Linked DNA regions of Mus musculus: region 2 is linked to region 1. Evidence: chromatin contacts called from public Hi-C data. All regions are on one chromosome and are shown on one strand. The core of a region is the stretch at or near the end of the contact, and the rest is flanking DNA. Distances in the headings are between cores, read along the strand shown.

Region 1 (5,247 bases), core at 423-2,922:
GCCAGCCACCCTCAGCCATGAGCCCTTGGCAAGCGCCTGAATCCCTGTGTCCCAGTGTACCAGATTATAAACTGTAGAAAACTGGACCTGCCTCGAGCCATTCTCTATTACAAGGGTTAAAATTAAATACTCTGCCTGAGTCACACTTAGAACTCAAAAAGTGTGAGCTCTCAGTAATCATGACTCATGGACCCACAGATGCTGGGAATACTGTATATAGCAATCATGCCAAAAGCAACACTCCGATAATTTAGCAATAATTAACACCTGTAATTTAAACCTCATTTTTGCTAATAGGTATTTTTGATAAACGCTGTTAACAGAAATGTCCACACTTCTTAAACAAGGTGGGAAGTAAGATGAAAATTAATTGATGATTTCTCCCCCAAAGTTCCAAATTACCCACGGGAGAAGATAGCGAGATAAAGTCCGTTCCCCTAAAGTCATAGCTAAGGGCATCTTTAAAAAAAAAAAAAAAAAAAAGCTGACTCTGTGAAGAGGCGTCTTTGAGGTTAATAAGGGGCTTGCTTACATCCTGGGGTCGCTGGCTTTCCCCCTCCACTATCCTGCAGATCAGTCAAGACCAGTCCTCCCACACCCCGACGCAATTTGTCAAAGAAAACACCAGATGCCCAGGGGCAGCTGACCTCCGGTGGCAGTCTCAGCACTGGGTACAGCCAGCAGGAGCGTGTCCCGCTTCTGAAAGTGGAGGTTTGCAAAGAGGAAACAGGCTGCCGGGGTCACCGGGTTTTGCCCTCCAGGCTTGGCAGTCTGGGTTCTTTAGGTAAAAACCTCGGTAAGTTCACGGTGAGTCTAGTGGGTAAGTCCCCGCGCGCGACGGAATGGAGATGGGGGTGAGAATTTCACCTTTCCCATCGAACGTGGGGACAGAAGAGGACAAGGAGACGGGAGGCCATCACAGTAAGGTCCAGAGTAGGAGCGAGACTTGCACCCCCGAACTCAGCTCTCCCCGTGGATGGGGGCGCCCGGCCAGCCCACGTACCCATTTCTCCCGCATCCTCAGTCCCACGATCCCGGGGACCACCACCCGCTAGATGCCACCGCGCACAGGTACCTCGAGGCTCTCCAAGCGGTCCTTGAGGGTTTGCAAGGAGCGGCTAAGCTGCTCCACGACGTGGCCCGGGTCCCGCGGCAGGTCGCCCATGGTGTCCTTGCCTGTGCCGCGCGCCTTGCCGCCCGCCAGCCCCTCGCAGCGGGCCAGCTTGCCGGTGAGCTCTCGGATGGCTTCTCGCTGGGCGCCCAGCGTCTCCTTCTGCTGCACGACGGTCTCGCGCAGCTGCAGCACAGCGGCTCGCAGCTCCTCCTCGGGGCTCAGAGCGCCTCCCTGCATGGGCATCGCGGGCAGCGGGCAGCCGGCGCGCGCCGCTTCGGGGGGCAACGCGGTGCACACGAAGCGGCTGCCAGGTATCGGGCTGTCCTGGGCTCGTCCGGCGGCCACGGCGAGCGCCACGCCGACGGTCAGCAGCGCCAGCATCTCGCTGACCTGTGTGCTCACTTCAGCATGGGTCGCTGGTTTGCCGTCTGGGCGCCTTCGCGGCCGGCTACGTCTGTCCGAGCGCGGCACTCGAGGGAACCGCGTGCAGCACGGAAACGGCAGCACAAGCGCCGCCTGCCGTCGCAAAAACCCGCTCTCCGCTTTGCGCGGCGTTCTGGCCCGGGCTCTGCCCGCGCGCCCTTTCTTAAGCTTGGAGGGTGGGGCCACAGGCGCGTGGGGCTCGCGCCGCGCTCTCTGATTGGTCCGCCGGCGTTCGCGTCACGCGGAGGGCGGGGCGCGGGCGCATTGCTAAGCTGGCCCAGGCGGCTGGGTTCTGTCGTGGGTTGGGTTTCAGAGACGCGAGTGCAGGATCCCCAAGGCTCCTTAGGAAAGGAAACTGGGCTTCGGAAACGGTCAGAGAAAGCGTCGGCTGGCCCCGCACGGTCAAAGAAGCCCCGGGGACAACTTGCCGCCCACGATGAGAGGTGTTGGCGCGGCTTCCGGCTGAGAAATCCTGACCGAGATGACTCCACTTGCCTAGGAGGAATTCTCCCAGCGGGACTCGAACCCGGGTCTTCCACGCGAGCCACCTACGCGGCTCGCGTGGGCTTCCTTGTTCTGGCGCGGGAAGCACGACGGTCGATTGCAGAGGCGGACAGTCTGTAGGCGTACCCAAAATCCCAGGCCCAACCCCAGAGAACTCAAGGGGAAAAACGGAAGAAAACAAGAAAGAAAGAAAGAAAGAAAGAAAGAAAGAAAGAAACAGACCAGCAGGGACAGAAGTGGGTCCTGGATGCTGCAAGAAAGAAGGGGATGCCCACACAGAAGACCAGGAGGCAGTAGTCACGAGTTCACTCGAAGGTTCTTGTGCGGGGACAATATCCTTCTAGGCATGACCTTATTTATTTCGCATGACCTCGGTTTGATGAGAACATCCAGCCGGAATAAACATGATGGGGCCATGGCAAAGACTGGGGCCCCGTTCTTTTTAATGCGGGAATCCAACAAGTCCACTTTACACCTGGAGACTAGTATCATCAGATTCTTGGAGAAAGCCTAATATTAATACCCAGAAACCCCGCAAAAGATTGGGAGGGGGTATTTCAAAATCTTACCCATGGCTTACAAGTTCAGAACAGTTACACACTTAACAGACTCAGCTGGTTTACTGTGAATTAAAAATGAAAAAAAAAAAGTTCCCCCTTTTTAAAGAAATCCTGTTGCAAGGTCATTAATCACATTACCCATTCTACCAGAAACAAATGGATTTGTCACTTGTGCAAAGAAGCTGGGGTTGATTCTGAAAACAAATTGTATCAAAATAAATGAAATTATTATGATAATACAAAATAGACTGCAGTGATTAATCTCTGGGAACCAAATTCTGACCTGTTTTGCACTTCAAACAATAGCTTCTGTTATGTAAATAGTTGTGGGGGTTTTCAAGGACAGTGTTGCTAAATTATAAGGAAAGTTCTATTCATGAAAAATCTCTTCAAGGATTAAAAACTACAGACAGGATATTCAGTCTCCACAGGACCCAGAGCAGGACTCAGAAGCGAGGATGGCTCAGGTAAGAATATTCATCAATGGAAAAGGTAGGGTGTAGGCAGGGGGGTGAACACTGGGCTAATGGCTTTGTTGTCTAGACTCACCACAAAGAAGTTTCCCCTTGTTGAATTTGACCTTGAGTCTACCATTTCTTCCTAGACTTTCTTTCTTTGGCTACATGGAAACTCAAAAGCTCAAATAACACCCCCCACACACACACACACACACAAACTGCAATCACGAAGGCAACAAAATCTCAAAACACTTTCTAAAGTAGTACATTTTTAGAGGATGCTGTAAGGTACCAAATCCAGGCATGTTCAGAATTACCCAAATATAGACATGCTGCTTGAAGTTACCACTCACAGATTTAATGCTCTTTTACTCCCAGGCCAGGGCAGATCTTAATTGGGTGTGACAAATAGATTATCATTGTTTCTTTGTAGTTCTCCAGCCCTTTCATGACATGGACTAATAATTCATATTTGCAACTACTTGAAGCCAAGGCTTGTCCTTTTAATAATTAAACGTATTTCCAGAATTCTAATTTCCTCCTGACCAAAGAAGGTGATGTACAAGAAGACATAAAAATAGCATATATCCCCAAAATAATTGCTCTTAGACTTCCTACAAGAGTTCCCACTATGAGAAGGGATCAGCAGAGTTGCCAAATTCCAGATGGAAAGACCCAGGCATTGAGGATATGATTTTCTCTGGAGACAGTAAAATCAGAGGACTTATGCTATTTGCAGTTTTGTTTTCCTGGTACAATGGAAAAATCTGCTGGTTTAGGAATGAGGCCTTCTAGTCCCAATGCCAACTGTTACTAGCTAAGTGGTTTGGGGCAAGCCATTTTCTCCTCTTTGGACCTTGTAGGAAAGATAAGGCAATTAGCGTCAACTCTTTAATGGCCCTTCTGGCTTTATTCAAGAGCCTGGTAGTTCTGGGAGGAAGGACTCCCTCTTCCACGTGCCAAACATTACAAAACATTGGTTTTCTTCTGTGTGGGCAATGGATTTCCTGTAGCGAAGGCAGAGTAGAGAAGGTGAGGCTGGTTGTGTAAACAGCAGATAGACTTTCATACAAGGAGATGCTGTGGTCGTGGCTGTAACCTGTTCCTGGCAGCGTGGGCTCTCTGCCTTGATTTCTTCCTCACAGCACAGAAACCGTCCACCTGAAAGATCCTGCGTGCATGACTCACCCTACCCATGAGAAGGGCTGTGCGAGTGACAGAGCCCAGGGCCCACAGATTTTTCTGCTACTTGAGAAAGTCGTGCAGATCTGCAGCAGTGAATCACTGCCACCTAATCTCTTAGTGTAACCGGTGCAACAGCATAGTAACCACCCACTCATTCACTATGTCGGCTGGTCCCGGGGCAGCCCAGAGCCGGGTACAGACTTAACCCAAGCCCACGTGCTGGGAATCCTAATGAGCTGTTCTACCTCCATTTTATTGCCCCATCTGTTTGGCTCCCTGGTTCTTTCTCACATGCATTTTTATCTTGGTCTTCTGGGAAATGTGCTAATTTCCACCACGATGTCAGAAGAACCTATCTTATACAGTTTCCCCCTCCCCCTCTTCTGCATTTCCTCCCCTCTTAGCCACTTGGGAAGTCAAGAGTGGGGGCGTGTGCTCAATAGCACGGAATTCAAGGACAGCTTCCTGCAAACATGACTCAGGAACTATCCTCGGTGCTGAATTTCAGTCCGAGGGGAGTTCAGAATGGTGTGTGTGTGTGTGTGTGTGTGTGTGTGTGTGTGTGTGTGTGTTGCATGAGAGTGTGCACAAGGGATTCAGTGCTGGAGGCGCTAAAGGATCCCGATTAATCCCCTGTAATACATAAAATGCTAATACCCTTTTATGAGTGTGTTTTTCACGAGACCAAGCTGCCCAATAAAATGGAAAGGGAGTTTGGCGTCAGGCAGCACTTGTTTCAGTCCCAGTCTGATAACTCGAGAGTGTAGCTTAACCTCCCTGAGCCTTAGTTTTCTCATTTCTAAAATTAAAAGTAAATTTATGAGCAAGCCTTGTTGTTTCTGGGCTTGTGTGAGACACTGTTTCCAGACATGTTTAGCATAAAGCAGGTGCACAATAAATGCTAATGGACCTCTCCTCCCCTTCTCTCCACCAGAGCTAGGCCTGAATTATATAGGTCCTATTAAAAACAAAATTAAAATTTCCCTTTATTCTGTATACTATC
Region 2 (5,582 bases), core at 1,634-4,133, 160 kb before region 1:
ATGTTACTCATTGTGAAATTCTAAGAAAGAAGCCAGATGGGACTTTTAAGTGGCACCTAGGGCTTTGGGGTCAGTAAAGAACTTGCTTTTTAAGCATAAAGGACCTGAGTTGGGTTCCCAAAGCCAAAAACTTGGGCATAGTTGTGTGTTTGTAACACCTGCACTCAGGGGATGAAGACAGTGGCTTCCTGGAGCTGGGTGGTCAGCCAGCCTAGCCTGTCTGTGAGTTCCAGGACACTGAGAGACCTGCCTCAAAACAAACAAAAAGATGAGCAGAGTCCGATGAGTGACACATGAGGTTGCCCTCTGACCTCCACGCATGTGCATACACATATGCATGAATGTGCACACACATACAGGCATAAATTAACAGAAGGAACAGGGATAAGATATTCTTCAAAGGCATACACGCCCTTTTTTTTTTTTTTTATGAGGCATGGTTTTTCTGTATAGCCCCGGCTGTCCTGTAGACCAGGCTGCCCTTGAACTCAGAGATCTCCCCACTCCCAGAGTGCTGGGATTAAAGTCATGTATCACCACCACCCGGCCTACATCCTTCTTGATTCTACCTCCTAATAATGCCATTAGATTAGGAATCAATCAAGGGGTTAATCTAGTGATGAAGTCAGAACTCTCAGGATCCAGTCATGTCACAAAGATTGGATCCACCGGCAGGGGACCAAGCATCAACACAAAAACTTTTGGGGAGGACACTTCATATCCAAATCCTGACGATCTCTGTAAACGACACAGTCTGTAATATTCCGCCGAAGCAACTGAAAATAGACTGAGACATCTCAGTGTTCCTGTGTTAGCCAGAAAGTGTTCTTGGGATTGAAGGGTTAATTAGACATAGAGATCTAGGCAAGTGTTCCACAGCTAAATTATAATCTCAGTTATCATTTGCTTTTTTTTTGTGGAATAGAGTCTTTTTTTTAACATTTATTTATTACTATATGAAAGCACACTGTAGCTGTCTTCAGACACACCAGAAGAGCATCAGATCTCATTACGGATGGTTGTGAGCCACCATGTGGCTGCTGGGATTTGAACTCAGGACCTCTGGAAGAGCAGTCGGCGCTCTTAACTGCTGAGCCATCTCTCCAGCCCCCAGACAGAGTCTTATTAGGCAGGCTTTGAATTCATTCTGTAGCCCAGGATGGCTTTGAATTTGTTATCCTCCTGCCCCAGCCTCTTGAGTAGCTGTGATTGTAGGTCTGTGCTCCCATGCCTGGCTTGGTTTCCTTTCTGAGCCCTGGTTGTCTTATGTTGCCTTATATGGAATGTTTCCGTTTCTATTGCTGTGATAGAGCAACGTTGGGAGGAAAGAGTTTCTTTGTTCACATTTACCCTAAAGTCCAAAAGACATCTATAATCTACCCCAAACCCAGTCAGGTCTTTCACAGCATGATCCTGCTACCAAGTTCTGTATCAATTTGCTTTCTGTTGCTGTGATAAACAGCATGACCAAGACAACTTATGGGAGAAAGGGTTTATTTTGGCTTATGGTTCCACAATGGCAGAACGGAGGCAGCAGACAGGCATGGTGGCTTGAATATGTAGCTGAGAGTTCACACCTTGAACCCTAAGCGCAATGCAGAGAGAGCGAACTGCAAGTAGGATGAGGTTGTACCTTCTCCAAGCCCGCCTCCAGTGACACACTTCCTCCGCAAAGCTGCACTTCCTGAATGTCCCAAATTAGAACCCTCAAGCTGGGACCAAGAGCTCAAGCGGCTATGAGGGACATTCTCATTCAGCCCTCCACACGAGATAGAACCTGTCTCAGTCAGTTTCTATTCCTGCACAAACATCAGGACCAAGAAGCAAGTTGGGGAGGAAAGGGTTTATTCAGCTTACTCTTCCATACTGCTGTTCATCACCAAAGGAAGTCAGGACTGGAATTCAAGCAGGTCAGGAAGCAGGAGCTGATGCAGAGGCCATGGAGGGATGTTACTTACTGGCTTGCTTGCTTCCCCTGGCTTGCTCAGCCTGCTCTCTTATAGAACCAAGACTACCAGCCCAGAGATGGCACCACCCATAAGGGGCCTTTCCCCCTTGATCACTAATTGAGAAAATGCCTTACAGTTGTATCTCATGGAGGCATTTCCTCAACTGAAGCTCCTTTCTCTGTGATAACTCCAGCTGTGTCAAGTTGACACAAAACTAGCCAGTACAGAACCATTCATACTAGATCTGCTTCATACCATAAAAGAACGTAGGTGGTCAGTGTGTCCAGTAGACACGATCATTCAAGCATGCACAAAAGCTGCAGAAAAGGGGCTAGGTTCAGTTCAGCAGTACAGCCCCTGCCTAGAATCCCCCAGTGAGAGGCCGGGGGGGGGGGTGGGGGGTGGGGGGGGTGGGGGTGGGGGGGGCATGGCTCAGTGGTAGAGCCCCTGCCTAGAATCCCCCAGTGAGAGGCCGGGGGCGTGGCTCAGTGGTAGAGCCCCTGCCTAGAATCCCCCAGTGAGAGGCCGGGGGTGTGGCTCAGTGGTAGAGCCCCTGCACAGAATCCCCCAGTGAGGGGATAAGGGCGTGGCTCTAGCTAGCATAATAGGCCCTGAATTCTATCTTTAGCCATGCAGAAGTTATTTTATTTTCTTTCTTTATTTTTAATGCCACAGAAAGTCAAGGTTCTTCTCTTTTTGGCTCAGATGCATACCCCACGGATTTCTGGAATCCCCTTGTCTACTTCTGACTCCCATAGCTTGATAGACATAGGTGGTCACACTAAAACTTTGAACTGTTCCCACATGAGACCCGTGACCCACTCATGGTCCGGTGTTTTCAGGAACATCGGGTCCCTTTCCAGTGCTTTAGGAAGTAGCAGTGTGGGAGGGAGGCAGGGTGCGCTGCGCAGGCGGGTGCTTTGCCCTACTTTCTCCCTTGCTCTGGCTCAGGCTGCAGCCCGGGGACCTAGGGAGCTTGTGATCTGCCTGCTGCCAGAAGCCACTCTTGTCTTCACTCTAGTTTTTCCAGCCTGTAGATTTCAGTTGCCAGCTTGTAGCCTGGAAATGGGAAGCAAGTGACCCCCTCATAACCCATCTGGGGGGGGGTATCGTGGTTGTCATGGAGATGGTTTTTCTCTCTACCCTCTGTATCTTTGTAGGGGATGGCCTACCAGGCAGAGTTCCAGGCTGGAACATGGTCTCTGCCAGGAGAGAGATCCAGCTTGGTCACAACAGTCACAGTAACCCACATGTGATGTGCTCGGTGCTCCCTGCAGGCTGAACTCTGTGTAGGTCCTCTATGGAAGGGGAAGCTAAGGCCACTTGTCCTGGATGGTCATTGCTATGGACAGCTGGTAGTTCTGGCCCTGAGTATACACTAACTCATGACAATGCTTTCACTGTAAAAAGCCTGCATGCACGTGTCACCTCATGTGTGAAGGCATCAGATGACAACTCTCAGGGCTTGCTTCTCTTGCCCACTATGTGGGTCCCAGGGATTGAACCCAGGTTGCCGGGGCTCTGTGGCAATCACTTTTACCTGCTGAGCTGTCATGACAGCACTTGCAGTTTTTGGTTTTGCAACAGGGTCTCATGTAACCCTGGCTAGCCTTGAACTTAGTAACTACAGATGACTTTGAACTCCTGATACTTCTGCTGGCTTCATCTCCCAGGCAACCCACATTCAGTTTTACACAGAGCTGGGAACAAAACTCAGGGATTCTTCATGAAATCTAGCCAAGTCCTAGAGAATTCAGTTACATCCTGAGCCCCCAAAGCAACTCTTTTTTTTTTCCTTTTTTCATGTGTATGTGTATGCATGTTTTTGCATCTGGGTGGGCATGTGTGTGTGTGTGTGTGTGTGTGTGTGTGTGTGTGCGCGCGCGCGCATATGGCTGATGTTGGGAATCATACTCTACTTCTCTTTCACTTTTACTCAATGAGGCAGGGTCTCTCAGTCAAACCGAGCACTCCGATATGGATAGTCTTGCTGCATGCCTTGCTCTGGGGAGTCCATCTCTTGACTCTTGAAACTAGAATTATGGATATATCACCAAACCTATCTGGTTTTGACTTGAGTTTCCGGAGATCTGTATTCTGGGCCTCATGTTTTCATGGCAAACACTTCCTTTTCTTTTTAGCAAGCACTTTTAATTGTTGAGCCATCTCCTCAGCTCCCAAAAGCTGGAGTTACAGAATGGTTGTGAGGCACCCAACATGTGGGTGCTGGGAATCAAACATAGTATCATGTAGCAGTGTCTTCCCTGGTTAAAACCTTCCATTTTGGATGAAAAGCTGCTTTAAGATACAGGATGTTAAAGGGGAAGCCTACCAAATTGCAGGGTAGTTGTTAAGCTCAGGAGGTAAAGAACTCAGTAGTTTCAGGAAGTTCCTGAAACTGACCAGATTCAGTAAGACCTTCCCTCCTCCAGTATTTGTAAGCAGTAAAAACTGCTGAATGGACACTCTCAGACAAGGTGTCTAGAAGAGGCTGGGGCCAACTGAGCTGTCTGAAGGAGACATACTTTAACCTATTAAGCTGCCTGCAGGTTGGACAGTGAGCTCTAGATTTCCCTGATCTGTGTGCTGTTATCCACACTGGGGTTACCGTTGGTGATACAACTGTCTTTGAGTCATTTCTGCTTCTGTAAGTAATTCCTTACCTATATTTCTATAACCAAACCCAGTAAAACATACTAGCTCACCAAGCTGGACTTTGGTGGTATCTTACTCTGGTCTGACATCAGTTCCTGTTGGGGTGAGGAGAAGTTTTTTCACATCTCCCTGGGAATAGTGTCACTCAACACGTGGATCCTCTGCAAGAGCTTCACGTGCTCTTAACTGCTGAGCCATCTCAGCAGCCCCACAAAGCAAGGCTTTAATTGGCACAATTTGTCCCATGAGACAGGGACATCTAGCAGATGTCAGAATGGTTTGTGGTCATTGTCAGGGCCTTCTGTCTTCCTCCAAACCCTCAGGCATCAGAAAAGAAGACAAAAATATCTCAAAGGCGGAAGGTAGTTTGTTGACTGTTGGTCTGTCTGCTCCAGACCTGGGTAGGCAAAACAGCAGACTCAGCCCCACGCAGAGCCCATTCACCTTTACACATGCCCTGCATCATCCCTACCCAGGCATGAGCATGAAAGAGGGAATTATGGGAAAACAAAGAGTCAAAACTACAGCCCTTCATATACTTCCAGGCCAGTTTGCATCTCAGAGGCAGCCCGGGTGTTTATTATCCATGTGACCTTGCCTTCTCTGCGGCTCATCTGCTTCCTCTGAGCCCTGTTGGGAGTGTGCCTGTTTCCTTGAATGACAGTAGACTGATGAGATGGGATAATAAAGAGGTAGATGTGATCAGAGCTCAAATATTCACTTATAAATGTGACTAATGGGCTGGTGAGATCATGTAGTGGGTAGAGGTGCCTGCTGCCAAGCCTGACTGAGCCCATACCTGGGACCCACATGGTGAAGGGAGAGAGCCAGCGTCTATGAGTTGGACTCTGACATGACGTGTGCGCACCAGTACACGTGTACACGTAAACACACACATACGCATACGCACATATAAATGCAATTTTAAAAGTGTCACTGATACTTCCACATTGGTGGGTCTGTCTGGGTGTGGTGGCT

The links. Hi-C and Micro-C count contacts between places; a contact is called where the count stands out from the background.
Region 2: a Hi-C map of cerebral cortex shows a contact between it and region 1, with 2.0 times the contacts expected there. The contact joins the enhancer-like site here to the promoter of Nptx2 in region 1. A contact is called at or near these places in 10 of 484 Hi-C or Micro-C datasets (brain, cerebral cortex, cortical neurons and 4 more), 12 of 115 datasets of contacts at active chromatin or transcription factors (embryonic basal ganglia, embryonic forebrain, embryonic hindbrain and 5 more) and 1 of 9 other capture datasets (embryonic stem cells).

The regions. Positions count from the first base shown.
Region 1 is chr5:144,542,312-144,547,558 of GRCm38.p6, reverse strand. It overlaps Nptx2 (neuronal pentraxin 2), which reads right to left and starts at 1,672. Exons shown (of 5, transcript NM_016789.3): 1 at 1,076-1,672. The coding sequence starts at 1,495.
Region 2 is chr5:144,705,237-144,710,818 of GRCm38.p6, reverse strand. No RefSeq gene overlaps it. Among named protein-coding and RNA genes, the nearest start is that of Gm52796, 35 kb to the right of the region's middle. Within about 2 kb of position 2,883, at least 20 of the 459 cell types and tissues checked have an H3K27ac peak or open chromatin away from gene starts, as enhancers often do. A contact at or near this core is called in brain and cerebral cortex, where this site is marked.